Regions from separate parts of the Zea mays genome. Here regions 1 and 2 are each linked to region 3. Evidence: chromatin contacts called from public Hi-C data. All regions are on one chromosome and are shown on one strand. The core of a region is the stretch at or near the end of the contact, and the rest is flanking DNA. Distances in the headings are between cores, read along the strand shown. Region 1 holds the start of LOC103644177 (pyruvate kinase isozyme A, chloroplastic). Region 2 holds the start of LOC103644178. Region 3 holds the start of LOC100285615 (WW domain-binding protein 11).

What was found. A called contact is a pair of places that touch in the nucleus more often than the background predicts.
Region 1: a contact with region 3 is called in a Hi-C map of endosperm, with 2.7 times the contacts expected there. The contact joins the promoter of LOC103644177 here to the promoter of LOC100285615 in region 3. A contact is called at or near these places in 5 of 25 Hi-C or Micro-C datasets (bundle sheath, ear, endosperm and 2 more).
Region 2: a Hi-C map of leaf shows a contact between it and region 3, with 5 times the contacts expected there. The contact joins the promoter of LOC103644178 here to the promoter of LOC100285615 in region 3. A contact is called at or near these places in 4 of 25 Hi-C or Micro-C datasets (bundle sheath, ear, leaf and 1 more).

What each region holds. Positions count from the first base shown.
Region 1 is chr1:294,715,825-294,718,629 of Zm-B73-REFERENCE-NAM-5.0, reverse strand. LOC103644177 (pyruvate kinase isozyme A, chloroplastic) reads right to left here and starts at 1,254. Exons shown (of 6, transcript XM_008667370.3): 1 at 384-1,254. The coding sequence starts at 920.
Region 2 is chr1:294,809,197-294,812,124 of Zm-B73-REFERENCE-NAM-5.0, reverse strand. LOC103644178 reads right to left here and starts at 1,316. Exons shown (of 3, transcript NM_001320784.1): 1 at 570-1,316; 2 at 258-450; 3 at 1-178. The coding sequence starts at 1,019.
Region 3 is chr1:294,566,978-294,569,998 of Zm-B73-REFERENCE-NAM-5.0, reverse strand. It overlaps LOC100285615 (WW domain-binding protein 11), which reads left to right and starts at 1,644. Exons shown (of 1, transcript NM_001158506.3): 1 at 1,644-2,352. The coding sequence starts at 1,707. The coding sequence ends at 2,207.

The DNA.
Region 1 (2,805 bases), core at 5-2,504, 150 kb before region 3:
TATCTCAACCTATAGTCCAAGACATGAATTAAAAGAAAAACAGGGTTAATGAACAAGATTACTCCTGTTATAGTTAACTCCAGTGCTTTTGGAATAATATATACAGCCTTAACAAATTCAGCCTATGCAGCTGAGTTTTTTTTTTCATTCACATGTTCAAATGAAACTCAGGAGTGCCATCGGACAATTTCTCAGATTTTACATGCTAAACTTCATCCTGAATAATATCCACCTTCGTGAGGTAGTCCACGCGAGATCTCGCCAGATGCGGACGAACGACGAATCAGTGTGTCAGCCGCACATCATTCAGTGTTTAAGCATGGAATGAATCTAGGATGGCGAAGGAACGAGATGAAGCTGAGGCAGCAGGGTCGCGCGCTGACCTCGGCCTTCGCGGAGGGCGCTCCGCCAAGGTCGCCCATGTGGATCTCGCTGCCCTCGGTGTCCATCATCACGGCGACCGCGAACCCTTTCTCGTCGTTGAGCCTCCGGACAGCGCGGATGACTTCGCGGTGCCACTCGCGGTCGCCGTGGCACATGTTGACCCGCGCGACGTTCATGCCGCCGACGGCGAGCGCCTCGAGCTCGGCGGCGCCGCAGGTGGCGGGGCCCACGGTGCAGACGAGCTTGGTGCGGCGCGTGCTCCGGAACCCGTTCTCCCGCAGCTCCGCCTCGGTGGCGGCGTCCACGACGATGGAGGCCGCGGCCGCGGCCACGGAGGAGGCCGCCGCCCACGGCACGTAGACGCCGTTCGGGGCGGGGGGCGGTTCGGGGAAGGAGGTGAGGTCGGAGGACGAGGCGGCCAGGCGGCGGCGTTGGGGGCGGAGGTGGCAAGGGACAGGGAGGCGGTGGGAGGAGGGGGTAGAGGATTTAGGAGGCGTCGGACCAGGGAGGTGGAGGGAGCGGGCAGCGGTGGCCATGGCTGTCGCTGCGGCGGCGAGGCTAGTCAAAGGAGGCGACGGTGTGCCGGCCGGCGTGGCTCTGGTTTTGGGAGTGTGCTGTGGAGGAATCGAGGTGGAGCAGGAGTGCAGGACGCTTGGATTGTCAGATTCTCGGATCTACTCATACTGCCATGCCGTGGTAGTTGGTACGCATGGACGAAAAGCCAACAAAAGCATCACCAGTTCACAACTTCACGCCGTTGGCCTGTTGCTGCCCCTACGGTCCTGCCTGTTTCTGCTGTTCATCGTCATCACTCATCACTCATCAAAATAGTCCAAGGTGGCAAAAAAAAAAAGATTTTAAAACCATTTCCAGCATTGCACTGAAGAAAATACCAGGTCCTTGAAAGAAACGGAAAATGTCACTACGTTCACCGTCTAAACACACGTGTTAAGCTCGATAGACTCGGCAGACATGCCTTTGGACTGACGAGAGAGGAACCTTTGCTGTTGTCTTAGAATCCTTTAATTTGAGTGAACATATTTCACACTAAAAAAACTTAGTACATGTTTGTTTTATTCTTTGGTAGGCTGGCTCCAACAAGACCCTCTAAAAAGTCCTGTACCCTAAATTTAGAGTACGAGGATGTTCTCTACTCCCTCCAGCAACGTCCTCTAAACGGTCCTCTAAATTTAGAGAACGCTGCTGGATCCTCTATATGTAGAGTTTCTTTGAACGGTTCTCTATCTATTTGAATACTTTAAACAACCGGTTTAATAAAACTAAAATATGTACAATATATTTGAGAGTATGACAAATACGTATGTACAAAAATTAAAAAATTAAAAATGTCTTTAATATAGGTATTTACATATAGAGGACGTGATTTAGAGTACGTTGTTGGAGAGAAAGTAAATATAGGAGATGGAATCTTTTAGAGAAGATTGTAAAGGACGGATATAGAGGATGTATATAGAGGACGTTGCTAGAGACAATCTTAGAGCATCTAATCTTTCTAAATCATCATCTATAGTCATTAATATGAAAAAATTGTTTTCTATATATTTTTGACTCTCCAATAATTTTCTAACTTTAATTAACGAAAATCTTGAAATAAGAGATGGTTATATTTGAATCTCTACTCCTATTAAGAACGTAAGGAGGGCGTCGACAGCCCCTCGTGCCCCCGCCCCGCCTGCCCATGTCTCGCGATGCCTCCTTTCTTCTGCCCCGCCTTCCCCATCACGCAGCACACCCCCACGTCGCGTGTTCCCCGCTCGCCCCACACGCGCTCCCCATCCCATAGCTCCCGCCCCGGTCATGCGTTCCCTGCGACCCCTGCCTCCAAAATGACCCCTGCCTCCGTGACCTCGCCATCCCCGCGTGCGTCTTAACCGCCGCACACCGCACACGCCAGCCATCAGGGCTACACCATGACCCCGCCCCTCTCCCACACCGCCCGCTAGCCCCCATCGTCGATGGAAGGGCGCAATCTCTGCAATCCGCAGGCCCCTGCCCCCGCAAATGCCGCCATGGATGGCGGGTGCAGCGGATTTCGCCTCTATCCCGCTTGGCCCCCTCCGCGCACAACCAGTCGCATGCTCGCGCGTGGCGGATCCGCTTCCCCCTCCGCCAACGAGCATGCGCTAGCACTCGATCCTCGCTCCCTCAGCCATGCCCTCTCTCAGCCCACTCCGCGCACGCGCAAACCATCGTTCCCCGCCCGCTCCACCGATCCTCATCCGCCCTAAGATCCTCCCTGCAAATTAGATCCCCACGCCCGCAGTGCCTCGCCTCGGCTGCTCTACCTCTATCCCGCGACCCGCGAGATCGGAATCACGGCGCCTCGCCGCCCTCCTCCAAAATGGCGTCGTCTCCGCTCGGGGTCACCTTTCCTCCCTCTCACTTCCTCTTCTTCATTCA
Region 2 (2,928 bases), core at 67-2,566, 240 kb before region 3:
AGCCGGTCCGGGGTGCCCACGAACAGCGGCGGCAGCGCCTGGAGCGCCGCGCGGTACGCCTTGGTCGACCGCGCCAGCTCGAACTGCGACCGGAAGTCCACCTCCACGATCAGCCTCACCTCCTCCTCCTCCTGCTCCTTCCCCTTCCCCACCACGGCGTCGATGTACTCGTGCTCGCCTGCGCACACGGATTCCGCGGTCAGCACCGGGCACCGGCCAGGACACGCTGTGGACCGAACCACCGCGCCACCACGTACCTGCTGGGTGGGAGGGGGCCTTCTCCCACCGCGACGTGCACACGGAGGCGTCGTAGCCCAGCGACCTGAGGCCGTCGGCCACCGCGCGCCGGCACTCCGCCTTGCCCTTGCAGCCCTTGCCGCACTTGTCGGCGAGCCTAGACGCGTCCGCCAGGAGATTCCGCTCCGCGACGCTCGCGCTCTGCACCAGGCCCTGTCAACACACCATTCGTATCATTTCGATCCATGTGGGTTTGGGGTTCGGGTTTGAGTTCGGAAGGGGGGAAGGAAGAATTGCAGATTTCCCTAATTAATTCGCAAGAGATTTCGCACCTTCAGAGCCTCCAAGGCGTCCCCTGCCCCAGCGGCGGCCGTCGCCGAGGCGTGCGCGGAGGGGAGGAAATCAAACTCCTCGTCGCTTTCCTCGTGGTTACTGCCGTTGAAGCAGTTGCAACGCCCCCGCGGCGGCCGCTCGACGGCGGAGGCCTCTTCCATGAAACTGAGCACCATGCGGTCCAGCCCCAGTGACCCCGCGGCGTCCGCATCGTCGGTCGCGGGCGGCAACGGCGGCGGCGGCGGCGGCAGCTTCTCGTCCTTGTCCCTGTCCTTCCCATCCGCGGCGAACTTCTCCGATGAAGACACCCGCCCGAGCAGCCTCCGGAGCCTCGACACCCTCGGCGTCGGCGCAGGCTGCTGCGTCGTCGGCGGCGGCGGCGGCTTCCCTTCCATGGCGGCGCCGTGGTGGTGGTGACCGGTCTTGAGCTGGAACGGCATCGATCGCATGAGGGATGAGGCGCAGCGACTGCCTACATCCACAAAATCTCGCTCGCACAAGTAACCAACCCAGAGCCAACCGCACCAACACACCACCGGCCTAAACCAACCACCAGTCCCAGCGTGCTACTGCCCGTACGCCGGGCGTTCGCCGGAGGCGACGGCCATTCTCGGTGAACGCTCTCTCTCTCTCTCTCTCTCTCTCTTTCTTTCTTCTTTTTCCCCTTCCCCACTCCTCTTTTTCACAGTCTATACACGCAACGCGAGGGGCGAAAACTACCAAGAGAGAAGAAGGGGGTTCAAACGGGAGGACACTGGGCGAATTTAAAAGGGGTGGGGGACTGGGTCACTGGGGGTGTGCTCTCAGGCGGGGCCCACCATGACGTCGCCGTGCGGTGGGACCGGGCTATCAGTGGTACGTGGCGGAGCCGGTCGCGCCATGGGTCGCAGGGACGCCGGCACGCGGCCCGCGCCGTGGGGTCACGGCGTTGCCGTTCGTGCTGGGGAACGCGCAAAGACGGAGTCGCCCACCGCCCACCGGCTTTGGGTGACGGTTTGGTTCAGGTCACAGGGGTAGTGCTGGTATTTTTCGCAGGCGGGGTGGTGGATGGTGTGCGGACGTGGGGAACGGCAGCAGAGTGTGGACTCGGTGGTGTACCGACTACCGGCTCATCCTTGTTTTCTGGATTTTATTTTCTGGATAGGGCTATTATTTTAATATGAGCGGTGGGACCAGCAGAATACTTAGCGGTGTTGGGTCTATTCGTCTTCTAGCGAGTTGTAACGCTTCTCGGCAGCCATGCTCCGGTATCATATTTCTCTCACGATGTCAGCAGCGGCAGCAAAACTGTCTTGGAGTGCAGCTAAACGGGCCCACTATTTATTTGAATGCTGGATGACATAAGCCCATATTAGATTACGTAGAGTAAGGAACACGATACTATAGATAATATTGTTTCAGTACTGTTTAATATTATTTATAAAGTGAAATTTTAAATAGATGATGGAACAGAGAAACTGCTCGAGATAGACTAAGACGGTCGATGGCTTTTCATTAAAATCAAAATATAACCGCTCAATCTATGAGAGATGCTCAAAGTCACCACTCATAAACCCCTATATTTTCCAAGTGTTGCATGTAGGGATGGTAATGGCACGTTTCAAAATTCTTTTCACAAAAAGTTAGGATCCTTAATTAATTTTAGTTCAAAATAGATAGTAATATAGCTCAATCCTAATCCGATTCGATCCTTAGATTTTATAGTGAAAATATATAGCACATTACCACTCTGACATAGGCCACCTGAACTCCACATCCTAAATCAAATTTGCGAAAATAAGTGATCAATTTGGTCGGACCATCGGACACTTAACATCGACGAAAATAAGTGAGGGGCACACTATGAGTGAGCCCTCTTAAGGGATGAATGATAGCTTGGTGACAGGTCCCTGACTGACCACACTCGTATATGTAGACACTTTGGACTAGTCATTCAAGTGTGTGTTCCAGACCATATCTATCACTCCTCTACATAGCCCATCTAAGGGAGGGCCACCTGTCTGCTCATGCTCATTTGGTGCCGAGTCCGGACTAGGTCGAGTGAGGAAGAGTTACATATAACGAGGCGTCGTAGCGAATTAGGAACCCACCATGTGGGACCACCTACTAGGGTCGATTACTCACCTATCAAATCACCACGTCTCGCTCGGATTATCTGATTTTAACTTGAAAGATATAACATTCACACTAGCCTTAATAATATGAGCATATCCACCATGTCTCGAAAAACACAATCACCTGCAGACGAGGGACATATAGGAACAACAACAAAGGGTATCCGAGGATCGCCTTTTTTTTTCTTTTAGACCTTTTTGAGAAAATTTTCACAAGTATGCCCTTTTCCGTTTTGAATTCAGA
Region 3 (3,021 bases), core at 395-2,894:
ATATTGGTCAATATTATCAAGTTGTTTTTATCTAAGGGCTAGTTTGAGAACTCTAATTTCTAAAGAGATTTCTATTTTCCCAAGGAAAAATAAACTAATTTCCTTTGAAAAAATTAAAATCCCTTGGAAAAATGAGTCCGCCAAACTAGCTCTAAATAACATCATTTTTAGAAAGGTGCTAGGTTGGGCAAATTTGGAGTATTCAGTCACATTGTAGGGACTGGCTTGGTAGTAAGATAATCCAACTGTCCTTGATAAAATGATAGAATGTTGAAACTTTTAGCTGGACAGGAGTAGGGGGAAGTAATTAGATCTTGAAGACATATAATTTTGTGGTTTCTTGTGGAGGCAAATAGTAAACGGTCTTTTTAGGGTCAGGTGAACTGAAGTGTTATAACCTTTTTTGGTGAGCAGGTCTGGTCGTTTTTGTTCACCTCTGAATCCTAAGCAGAAGTTGAACAATCCTAAGGTCCCTTGTCAGGTACTGTAGTACAAATGTACAGTGAAAGGCACGGAGGATGATCATTAGTAGTGTGTTTGGTTTGAGGAATTAGGTGATCCATCTTCTTCTCACTCCTCACTTATTTATTTGGTTTGTGGAATAGAATGAGTTGATCTATCACCACCCCATTCCACATAAGCTAATAATTAGTATATACATGAGGTGCGGGTTGATTCCACCAAAATTGATGGAATTAACTTATAATGCATCACCTCATAAAGCATAGAGTGACTCCACAAACTAAATACACCATAGGATCTCAAGATGATTTGCCATGATAATTTGATGGTACGCCCTATTAGCTGGTATCATTTGATTTTATATAATCAGTGACTTAGTTGTTATTTATTTAGATGTCCAACTAATAATAATTAACTACTCTACTATCTATTTAGGTTCAAAAGATATAATTATCGCCACATAATTACTATCTATAAGCATCTAAACTGGGCTTAAAAAGTAGGATCTTTATTTGTAGTTTTTTTGGGTGAAGTTTCATTCAATAGAGAAATCGAATTCGCTGACGTTTTGCTCGGATGTAGTTGAATTTATATTAATCTTTGTTAGCAAAAACGGTAGAAAAACCAAGTAGAGCAACCAAATAAATTACAGAGAGAACGACACACAGATATACGTGGAAAACTCTTTAATATGAAAGGAAAAAAATACGGGTATCAGTCGGGTATCAGTCAGACAAAACCGTCATTATATATGGAGTGTTTATAGAACGTCGTCCGTAGATGGTGGCTTACATAAGCAGTAAAAGACGACACACAATAAACTTTAATTATGGTCACTAATATATACCGTGGGGCTCTACCCGCCGGAGGTGCCTCACGACGCCGCTTGCTAACATGATCGATCATAAACTCAACAATTATTTCGTGTCAAAATCGATTAGAGTGAAAATTGAAAGCTTCTAAACAAGTCGGAATAAAGAAAAGCTCCGTAGTTGTTCCCGGTGAATTGTGGAAATGAGATAAGAGTAACTTCGTGGGTAGTACTCTGACAGGCACGTACGCACGTCGGCACGTGTCGCAAGAAGCCTCCTCTTTCGGAAAGCAGGACACGTGCTCCTGGTCGTCGCCGGACGTGTCAAGTCGCCAGGCGTATAAAGTGTTCAGCCGACCTCCCGTGCCATGCCTCTTGTTTTGTACTCAATCGTCGTCGTGTACGCCAAAGATAGGAAGAGCAGAGCGCAAGGATGCCGGCTAGCCTGGTGACGTCGTCGCTCCTCCCGCCGTGCCGCGCGGCCGCGACGTCGGCGCGCGCGTTGCGTTCGTTCGCCCGCCGGCCGCCGCCTTCGTCCGCCGGTCTCGTCCGCGTGCGCTGCCACGCTGCCACTCCGCCGCCGCCGGAGGTCCCGGGCCAGACGACGCCGCCCGAGGTGCCTGGCACGGACCGCCAGCCGCTCGAGGTGCCGGGGACGAACCGCCCGCCGGACGAGGTGCCGAGCATCGACACGCCGCCAGAGTTCAACGCGCCGCCGGGCGTCGACGTGCCGATGCCGGGGCAGCCAGCGCCCGGACCGGAGCTCCCGGGTCCGGCGATGCCGTCGCCGCCGGCGCCGGAGGTCCCTGTCGTGCCGCCCAACCCCGACGTACCGCCGCCACAGCTCCCGGAGGTGGACCCGCCCAGTCCGCCGCCCGAGGTCGTCCCGCCGGAGCCGCCAGGCACCGCGACGGCGCCGCCTCCCTTTGTGTAGCTCCGTGGCTCCGCCGCCGTCGATGGCGCGGGCCGGTGGCAGGTGGACAGGGCGGGCGGCATGCGAATGAACCACGTAGGAGTGTACAAAGTAGTTAGAAGGCATGTTGTTCACGGGTCACGGCTGGGCAAGTTTGCTATTGGTTTAAAAATGGACCTATCAAAGTCGAGGACGACCGGTGCCGTAGCTTAGCTAGCTTGGCGTGATCCGTGATCGTGAGCTCGTGGCAATGGCGCTCGCTGAGCGCCCACGGTGGTGTTTGGTTTGCTCGACTAAACTTGAGTTCGTCTCACTATTATTATAAAACTAACTGCGCCACTACCACCCATTGTTTGGTCGGAGCGCCGGGACTCGCAAGGTCGCAACTCGAATTCACCCTGTTCTTCCCTCTACTGACTCGCGTTTTGATTCGTGGTCGTGTCTGCCGTGGGCCTGTGCCGGCTTCCGCCAATCCGAATTGGGCATTTTGTAGCTGTGCTGCTCGTAACGGGCCTCCATCGCTTAAAATTCGCTTTGTTTTTTAACCTAAATTTTGATTAAAATTTACATTTAGACTTTTTGGATGACTTAGGGGGTGTTTGGTTTGTAGGGACTAATCCCTACATTTATTCCATTTTAGTTCCAAAATTACCAAATATAGAAACTAAAACTTTATTTTAGTTTCTATATTTAGCAATTTATAGACTAAAAATGAATAAAATGAAGGGACTAAACATTAGTCCCTAGAAACCAAACACCCCCTTATTTCAGTATTTAGATCCTCGGTATTTAGACCCGATCGGACAACCAATTTTTTTGTTCTTTAACTTAATTT